Regions from separate parts of the Mus musculus genome. Here all the other regions are linked to region 1. The links are chromatin contacts, called in public HiCAR-type and HiChIP or PLAC-seq maps. All regions are on one chromosome and are shown on one strand. The core of a region is the stretch at or near the end of the contact, and the rest is flanking DNA. Distances in the headings are between cores, read along the strand shown. Region 1 holds the start of Fgfr3 (fibroblast growth factor receptor 3). Region 2 holds the start of A930033C23Rik (a long non-coding RNA gene). Region 3 holds the start of Dok7 (docking protein 7).

Evidence for each region. HiCAR-type assays count read pairs that join an accessible place to other places. HiChIP or PLAC-seq counts read pairs in DNA pulled down with a chosen protein or histone mark.
Region 2: an H3K4me3 HiChIP or PLAC-seq map of embryonic stem cells shows a contact between it and region 1, with 9 times the contacts expected there. The contact joins the promoter of A930033C23Rik here to the promoter of Fgfr3 in region 1. A contact is called at or near these places in 9 of 484 Hi-C or Micro-C datasets (all in embryonic stem cells), 2 of 115 datasets of contacts at active chromatin or transcription factors (both in embryonic stem cells) and 1 of 9 other capture datasets (embryonic stem cells).
Region 3: a HiCAR-type map of astrocytes shows a contact between it and region 1, with 2.4 times the contacts expected there. The contact joins the promoter of Dok7 here to the promoter of Fgfr3 in region 1. A contact is called at or near these places in 1 of 39 promoter capture datasets (liver), 1 of 115 datasets of contacts at active chromatin or transcription factors (astrocytes) and 1 of 9 other capture datasets (adipose tissue).

What each region holds. Positions count from the first base shown.
Region 1 is chr5:33,720,122-33,723,092 of GRCm38.p6, reverse strand. It overlaps Fgfr3 (fibroblast growth factor receptor 3), which reads right to left and starts at 1,369. Exons shown (of 18, transcript NM_008010.5): 1 at 1,165-1,369; 2 at 582-787. The coding sequence starts at 684. RefSeq lists enhancers at 899-957, 788-1,164 and promoters at 1,320-1,524, 684-1,524.
Region 2 is chr5:35,398,170-35,401,140 of GRCm38.p6, reverse strand. It overlaps A930033C23Rik (a long non-coding RNA gene), which reads left to right and starts at 1,586. Exons shown (of 3, transcript XR_003955880.1): 1 at 1,586-2,316; 2 at 2,453-2,971. It also overlaps a transcript of Hmx1 not described here.
Region 3 is chr5:35,055,353-35,058,323 of GRCm38.p6, reverse strand. It overlaps Dok7 (docking protein 7), which reads right to left and starts at 1,558. Exons shown (of 10, transcript NM_001348478.1): 1 at 1,336-1,558; 2 at 1,187-1,232. The coding sequence starts at 1,389.

The DNA of each region.
Region 1 (2,971 bases), core at 120-2,619:
AACCGCCCCTCATCTCCCAGCGTGCGGCCTGAAGGGCAGTCTGTGCGCGCCCCTGGGAACCGACCCCTCAGGCCGCCTACAGGATAAGAGGGGAGCAGCCGCACTGAAGCTGTCACCTTGTCATGCGAAACCCTGAAGCTGAGCTTTGGCTGGGATACTACTATCCACCCCGCAACGTCCAGCCTTCCTTTAGCTGAAGCAGAGGAAGAACTGTTCCGGGAGAACGGCTGAATCAATAACAGGCATTTTTCCTCCTCTCAAATTCGAGAAGCAACAATAGGAATCGTGGGAAGTCAGCTCGCGCGCCTTCCCAACGCCCCTCTGCCTGGGACCACCGTCACGGGCACCGGTCCACGTGACGCCTCGCACTTGGGTGGTGGCTCCCAGCCTACAGACACCCCTATAAACTGCCGCGTCCGAGCTGACAGCGATCTGCGGGGCAGGGGACAAACCTCGGCGCACTAGCCCCTGTGGTGCTAATCAACCCGACGCCCCTTCCTCACCCAAGGGCTGTTCACCATTGCCAAAGCCCCTGTGATTCAGGGCCGGCCCCCAGAAGAACACCTTGGGTCAGTCCTTACCTGCCGCTCTCCGCACAACTCGCTGCTCTGGACCAGGAGGCTCGGAAGTAGCTCCAGCCACGACCGCCACGCAGAACACTAGCACGCAGGCCGGGACTACCATGGCTCCAGAGCGGGGGCCGCGGCGTCCTCAAGCAGCGCGCGCGGGCATGCTGCAACCCCCCACGCCCGGCTCCGGCGCCGGTGGGAGAACGCCTCTGTGGAGACTACAGGAGGAGAGCACTGAGTTACTCCGGAGGGCAGCGGGGAAGCGCGGCCTCGCTCCTGAACCCCGACCCCCGGCCGCCCCGCCCGCCGACTCCTAGCTCTCTCCCGGGCTGCCTGGCGCCGGCCGCCTCCTCCCAGCCGCGGTTCCTCCCTCCTCCTTCCCTCCCTGGTTGCCGCAGAGCCCTCCCAGGACGGAGGCAGTAGCCGCAAACTTTCCAGAGCGGGAAGCCCGCGCCTTGCCCCGGCCTCGCCGCACTTACGAACCGCTCCACTTCCCGCATATCTCACCCCCTGACTGCTTCTGAGCCCGCCCGGAACCTCCGAGTGCCAGCCGAGTCCTTCACACTAACCTGGCGGCCGCTAGAGCCCAACTCACCACGCGCGGCTCCGTCTCTCGGCCCGCTTTTCCAGGGTCTCCTCTGTCCCAGTGGCCGGCCGCCCACCACTGAGTCCCCCCGCCGGAGTGGATCGCACGGCGCCAGCTGCTCCCGCCACCCCCGCTGCCACAGTGCACTGAACTGGGGCTGCCCGGCGCGCAGCAGCCCGGGCGGGGGTTGGGGGGTGCTCCCGCCACGCCCCGAACACTCCCCTTCCCCGGCGGCCAGGGGGCGGGAGATCCGAAGAGGCGTGGTCAGGCGGGGGCGCCGGGCGGTCCCAGAGGGCGTGGGAGCCCAGCTGGGGCGGAGCAGGCGAGGCAAGGGTCGCACGCTCGACCCCTTGAAGCAATGCCGAGCTCAGGACTGTCTACCAGCACGCTTCTCCCTCCAATAAAGCTGTGCTCAAGGGCTCAGAAGGTTGACTTCGGTGGGGGTCTAGGTGTTAGGGCGTCTTCACAGTGAACTGGCCCCCTGAGCTGAATGAACCCTGTGCAAAGAGCACTAAATCCTCAGGTACAAAGCCTGACAGTTCCAGGAAGACAAATACAAATACGTGTGAACAGGTCTTCCAGTGAAGGATGGAGCAGAGTTTACATGATGAAAGACCCAGGGATTGCACCCTAGAAAAGACGGACACGCTGCTGTATTTATCAAACTAACCAGCTGCCTGCATCCTGCTCAGGAACGATGTCCACACTTCCCCAAGAACACACAGGTTTTGGAAGAAACTTACCCAGCCTCTCGGAATAGCGAGAAGAGCTGGGGATACAAAGCAGGGGAGCCTGCCCTACCCTAAGGCTGCCTGAACTCCAACCTATGGATGTCCTAGCACAGCACGCCCATCATGTGGGACACATTCCATCTGGGGAGTGTCACAATGACAGCTGGTCCCTGGAGGATCAGCCTGGTCACCCCATCATGCTGGCAAGCTGTAGGTCCTGCCTGGCAGAACTTCTGTAACAGCAACCACCCTGTGACTGATGGCCTCTCTACCCTCACAAGGCAGGGAACCTTGTCTCACTTTCAGACAAGTTCCACAAGGTCTGATGAAGCCTATGGGAGCCAGATACATGGGGACCTGGCTCAGTGCTTCTGCCCAGTCTGGCTGTATGTGGCTTGAAGAACTTAAAACTGCTCATGGGGGGGGTGGGGGGGGGAATGGCTCGTGGGTTACGAACACCTTTCACTGGCTTACTCATCACCCTTATCTTTCCCAGATAGCTGAGCAGGGAAAGCCCTGGCCCCAGAACCCTCATGCTCTCATCCCTGTGTGTCCACCCTAGAGCTGGGCAGCTCTGCCTACTGTTACTCCTGCTCTGGCCAAGGACCCCTCCCTGCAGACTGGCTAGAATCCAGTCCTGGGTTCCCATGGCACCCCCAGGCAGCTGCCCACAGGTCCTCTCCCAGGATGCCACCCCAGGGGGTCATAGCAGACATTCTCCCCTAATCTATTGGCAGATTAGTTATCAGTAAATGAACCAGAATGTGAGCTCTGACCCCTATTTCCACGCCCTTCGTCTGGAGGATTTATCAGAACCCTCCACACTCTGTAACTGGGAGCTGAGCATCCATCCAAACAGCAATACTTCTTTATTTCTGAGATGACCTCCTTGTTAGAAATACCCAGTCAGGAATCTCAGGCCAGTGTTGGTTGTTCTCTGAACCCCATGGCCCAACAGACCATCTCTCTCAAGCTACCTTGTTTTCCAATGGGCTACACATGCAGGAAAGAGGACTCTAAGCAGGGTACTCCCACTCCTCTGATCCTCCCCCAACCCTGTGGCCTTACACTGGCCAGCTCTTGTA
Region 2 (2,971 bases), core at 337-2,836, 1.7 Mb before region 1:
GCCTGGTATGCCGGGGCCCTGGGATTATTGCCCAGCACTGTAAAAAGAAAAAAGGCAGGATGGGAAAAGAGGGTCCAGGTACCTTCCCGGTTGTAGGAGGAGGCCAAGGTGCAAGCTAAGGACTTGCTGGGGTACGCAGAGGTACGGGATCTTTCTGCCCTTTGTGAAAGCAGACCACTTAACATTATGTGCATTAGATTTTACATATGATGGATGCATTGGTAGCTTTGATAAAACAGAATGGGTGGAGGAACAGGGAGCCGTGAGGACATACTGGGTTTTTATTTGTGTTTATTTTGCTGACAATTTGCCAGTCCCACCTGGAAAGCTCAAACCCCCAGCCTGGGGGGGGGTGTCTCTCAGTTTAAACCTTTACTGTATCTAAGTGAAAACGAACTTTTTTTTTCCTTTAAGGATTTGGTGAGAGGTTCCACACTATACAAGTGGATTCCATACTCTTGAGAACTTCAGGGCTTGTAAACTTCAGGTGGGGTCTATAAAGCTAGCATTTAGGAGGTGAGTGAGGTTAAGAGGGCCAGGAGCTGGAAGTCAGCCTGAGCTACAAGGCAGATCTTATCATAATAATAGTAATAATAATAATAATAATAATAATAATAAGCAGACTTGTCTGTCTGGAGTGAGTTTTCATCTTGGAGGCCGGAAGAGAGCTTTTCTTCCAGCATGCTTGATCACACCTTTAATTTTTCTGCTCCGACAATACATTTCCTATTTGCAAACAAACCAATGAACGGGTTAGTGAACGCTCAGGCTTGAAGCCTACTTGAAACCTTGAATTTCATCGCCAGCCCTGCAAAACTAAGAATATGTCAAAATCAAAACAAAACTCAGCCAGGATTGGTGGTGGCAAACCTTTAATCTCAACAGATTAAAGGCACATGGATCTCTCTCTCAGCTCGAGGCCAGACTGGTCTACACAGAGAGACAAAACAACAACAACAACAACATTTAAAGAAAAGATAAAGAAAAAGAAAAAAACTCAGCTATCCGTGGGTGCCTGAATTTGGAAAGCCCCTTCTGTGTGTGTGCGCGCTCGCGCGTGTGCGCGTGTGTTTAATTTTCTATACCGAACACCGCTTCTCTGCGCGCAGATGGGGACGTGCAGAACCGATTGGCTAGCGGCCGGGGAGGCCTGCCTGGGCCCTGCTTGCCCCGGCAGAAGGGCCGAAGCATGGGTCCGTGTCCCAGGGCAGGGGCCCAAGCGGTCGCTGTGCTTCGGAGCTGCCTGGCTCTTCTCCGGTCTGAGTCGGAAGGTTCGAGGGTCTGACTCCGGAAGCCTCTGAAGATCTAGTCTAAGGTGAGCGCCAGGTTCCCCGCGGACCACCGGTTACATCCCGCCGCCCTGCGCGCCTCGCCGGCTCCGGAGCGCGTCGCCTCCCCGCGGGCTGCGGGTCCCAGGGGCGAGGTCCTCGGCGCGGCGGAGGGTGGAGGGCCGAGGGGCGGCTCTTAAGGAAAAGAAGTTGAATCATCAGAGAAACCATTAGGCTAATGTGATGTGCTGTAAGGCGTGGGATCAATGCGGCCAGGCCGCTGGGGTGGGGGGGGGGGTGGGGGTTGCCGCCGAGCATGCGAGGCTCCTGCCCATTTGGGGGAAATGGATTTTAGAAATTTCAGAAAGAAAACTCAATCCAAATCTAGATGTAAAGGCGCTGTGGTTGTCAAGCTTCGAGAGCCATTTATGTCGTGTAGGAACAGTGACCTCGGTGGGGTGAAGCCAACATCAGGTGGGTACAGTGACCTCAAGGGGCGAAGCCAAGAGTGAGGTTCTAAAGAAACAGATGAAAGAGAGTTCTGACACTGGATGAGGGATGGCAGAGCTCCTGGGGAAGTGACAGTGGCTCCTCAGCTGGACATTTTGGAACCTTAGATTCCCTCAGACAGTGGCTTCTACTCCTCCATGTTTGGGCAGAGAGTTGGATACTAAGATACCCAAACCTATGCAGAGCCCACTCTGAGCGCAAGACCCTAGGCTTAGGGGCACAATGCTCTCCCAACTAGTCCTATGTTGCTACGAGGGACATCGAATCCCACAGTAAAGGCAAGGCTCAGGCCCTGGATCAGAGCCTGGGCACATGGCTCCACCAGGTAGGTCCCATGATATTAAGGTGGGTGAATAGAGGCCCCAGAAAAGAATGAGCTTCTTCAAGATTTGAACAGCGTCCCCATTCCATTCTCTCTGTCCCCCAAAAGCCCTTCTTCTTGCTGGCCCAAAGTATTGTTCCCTTCTAGAAAAAAGAGGAGGGGTGTGGGCTGCGACATATCTTGGGGCCACAATGGACTTGTACATACAATGACCAGGTAAGACTGGGCCTGGACACTGCTGGGGAGCGGGGATGCTCAGAGGCAAGCCTCCCGTTCTTCACAGCCGCCCTTAGGAGGTAAAGTGGATCCGGAAAATGATTAAGGTCTTTTCTCCACAACCAATTTCGGTCAGCCCTAAGGGCACGTGGCATCATTCTGCTTGCTTGCTTATCATTGTTTGCTGTCTGAACGGCCTGGAGGTCTGAGGAAGTCCTACTAGGCTCCGGGTGAGTTCTAGCTTCTGTCTCCAAGCTTTTAAAAAGGAAACGAATGAATTCCAGTGTAGGGCCCTCAGATCTACTCCCTGGTGTAGAGAACTCTCTGGAAGGAGTTGAGAGACAGTGGGCTCTCCCACTTCTGGCCCCCTCATTTGCCCAGTTGAAAAGAAATCCCAACATTGCTTCCGTCTCCCAGATCACGGGATGCGTGAGCCTTGGAGTCAGACTGGGACTGATTATTTTTCGAACACACAACTAGGATAGCACCCCTGTCTTTTGTGGGGGCACTGTGCAGCTGCGAGGCTCGGCGCTCGCAGTCTTAAGATGGGAGTATCGGGCCCCATCCCAGCCACGGGGATCCAGGAAAGACACAGAGCATAGTGAGCTTCCCCCTGCCCCCTGTGTGCTAGGGAAGGTCTGTGCCCAGGGACCAG
Region 3 (2,971 bases), core at 309-2,808, 1.3 Mb before region 1:
TCTGGCCTACTCACTGCCTAGAATACATGAGGCTCTTAGATTCCCACAGAGTCGGTGAGCATACTTCAGGATGCTCTCTGGGACAGACCTAACTCCATAGTCTTCCCCAGGATCCCTCACCAGCCAGACTGGTACACACGGACCACAGCTGATCAAAGCCACTTAAATTCTCTGTGGACTTTACTTCTCTACTGCTCCATCCAGCCCCCAAGCCTGGCAGTGTCCAGGGTCCCTTCCCCTCCCCAGTCTCCAATCACCCTCTCCCCGGATATCCTGGAATGCCAAAGACAAGAACCGTGCCCCCCCCCCCCCCCGAAGCCCTCCAGGCTTTGCCACAGAAGGTCTGGGCTTGAAGGACTGAGTGAAGACACCGTGGAACCAGGAGCCAGACAAAAGGAGACTGTTCACAAAAGCAGCTAGTGAATTGTGCCACCCCTCCAGGGAGCTGACAGGCACCAGCATCCTGGAAGTCACTCTGGCTGCCTGCACATGTGTGAGGCAGCCACACACGCGCCCCCACCCAACTTCCCCTACAGACCCCTGGATCCTGGGCCAACTCCAAGGCACCTGTCTCCCGAAACAGCTGCAGTCCCAGGCTGGAGCTGCAGAGCTGCCCTGGCTCCTTCCTGGCTCTCCTCATACTGAGGGGAGCAGACCCTGGTACCACTTTCTTTTCTCAGAAGTGTGTCTCCCCCAAACAAAGTAAAGGTCCTGGGACACAGAAACAGGACTCTTCCTACCTGGCAGACCATCTTTTCTCTACCTGAGGGTATGGGATTGGGAGGAGGTGGCACTGCTTGGGATGCGGCTTAGGAATTCCTGATACATTTTCACCAGGACACCTATATCACCGAGGCACATTCTGCCTGCTCCTCCATGGGTAGGCTGCAGCCCCTCTGGGCTTCTGCTGGTCCAGGAAAGGTGTTGGCCCACACAGGAACTGGGACCCCCACAACACCACACTCGGGGACCGGTTAGGTCTGTGTTGCGGGTGGCCAGGTCCCAGGGTCCGGGCGCCCGAGCGGCTTCGACTCTCCGGTTACCGCCGTGGGGCTGGGTTTCAGCGGCTCCCCCGCGGCTATTTCGGGAGAGCTGGCACCTCAGCCACCGGTTGTAGGGCCGGCAGGGTCCGGATGGCTCGCTGAGACCCGCCACCCGCCGTCCCGCCCGCGGCCCCGCCGCTCACCTGCCACCGGCGATGGCTTGCGCAGCACCAGCCACCTACTCTTCCACTGCGGAGACAGGACAGCGTGAGAAGCCGCCCGCGCGCGCCCGCTCCGCGCCCCCGCCCCCACCCAAGCGCGCCCCCGCCCCGCGCCCCCGCGGCGCCCCAACCTTCTTGCCGTCCCGCAGCTTGACCTGGCCCTCCACCAGCGCTGCCTCGGTCATCTTCTGTCATGGTTCCCGCCGCCCGCTGCGCCCTCTCCACGCGTCCTGGGCGCCTGAGCCCAGGGTCACTTTCAAAATAGCTCCGGGAGGGCCTTGGGCTGCGCCAGGAGGGCGGGCCCGGCGCGGCGGGCGGGGCGCAGCGACACGGGGACCTGGATGTGGGGGAGACTGGGCGGGGCACCCCGGGCCTCAGTCTTTAAGACCCTAGTAAAGTGCAAGCCAGTAGGTGGCAGTGGCCTTGGACAGCCTCTGCACTCTGCTGGCTGCCAGCCCACGCTGCTCCTGCCAGGTCTCAGGACCACTGCTTAAGACCATCTGAAGCAGCCTCTGGAGAACGAAACTCAGCCTGGGAGGAGAAACTGGGACAGGGGCAGTTTCCCAAAGGGAAGAAAACTGTCCCAAGACAACCCCACAGAAGGCTTTGTGGCCTTGTGCCTGCCCAGTCCCAGTTTTGGTTTGGCTTCAATGGCTTCATCCTTTGCACCTGCCCTTCCTCCATCTCATGGGGCCACGAGGCACCCCTGACAACAGACCAACAGCCCAGGTCCAATACATTATCCAGTCCCTAGGCCTTCCCCATCGCCAGAGGTGGCCGCCCTCCAGGCAGATGAGAAAGTGGGCATATGTACTCTTCAGGTCACTGTCCCTCCCATTCAACTTGAGTATCTGGCAGAGCAGACCTCAGTGGCTGCCAGGACCAGAGCCCACTATGTCACCTCATTGCCCCAGGTCTCCCTGGCTGGTCTCTCCTACTTCTGAAGGCCAGCTTGCACCAGCCTTACAGCATGAAGAGCCTAGGGATCCATGCTGCCTGGGAACAGCCTCACCTAGTATCCCCCTGTCCAGCCAAATGCCCTCAGAGCCTCTGAATTTCTCTACCCCAGCCTGTTGCCCAGGTTAAGGTTGCTTAAGGCCGGTGCTAAGTTTTATACCACCACCCCAGCTTACTGTGGAACTTAAGCATTTGTTAGACCTATGTCATAGACTCCCCAGATACATGACTTAGCACCCCAGGGAACAGAGAACACCCACAATTGCCAACTAACTGCATCTAGCAAAATAAACTCAGACACACAATGAAGCTTGATGAATTTGCCCATCCTGATCCCCGACCCCAAGGAGCTCTGACCCGGGTAGAAAAGGGCTACGTGTCAAACTGTTCGCGCAGTGCGTGCGTCTTCACTATATCCTGCCCAGACTCTTTAGACTGCTTCCTGTCTACCCCTTATAGAGAAACTGAGGGTCAGAGTGGTGTCAGGACTCATGGCCAGGATGGACCCACAAGTACTGACCCCAGAGCAGTACTCAACCCGAGAGTCCTTGCCACAGCCCCTCTAGAGAATCTGGAGGGCAAACCTTCAGTGGGTCACAGGGCTGCTTTTAATGTTTTCCTGGTTATCTTGATGGGGAGAGGGCACCAGGTCTAGGAAGGCACTCTATATGTTCCTCTATCCTGTATAACCTATGTGGCACACCAGTGCCTTCCACTAAACTGTTGCTGGCCACAGAGCCCCATTCATACTACCCACACACTGAAGGCCCCTGGGGAACCGACTCAGGACAGCCGGTGTGGAGTCATTTG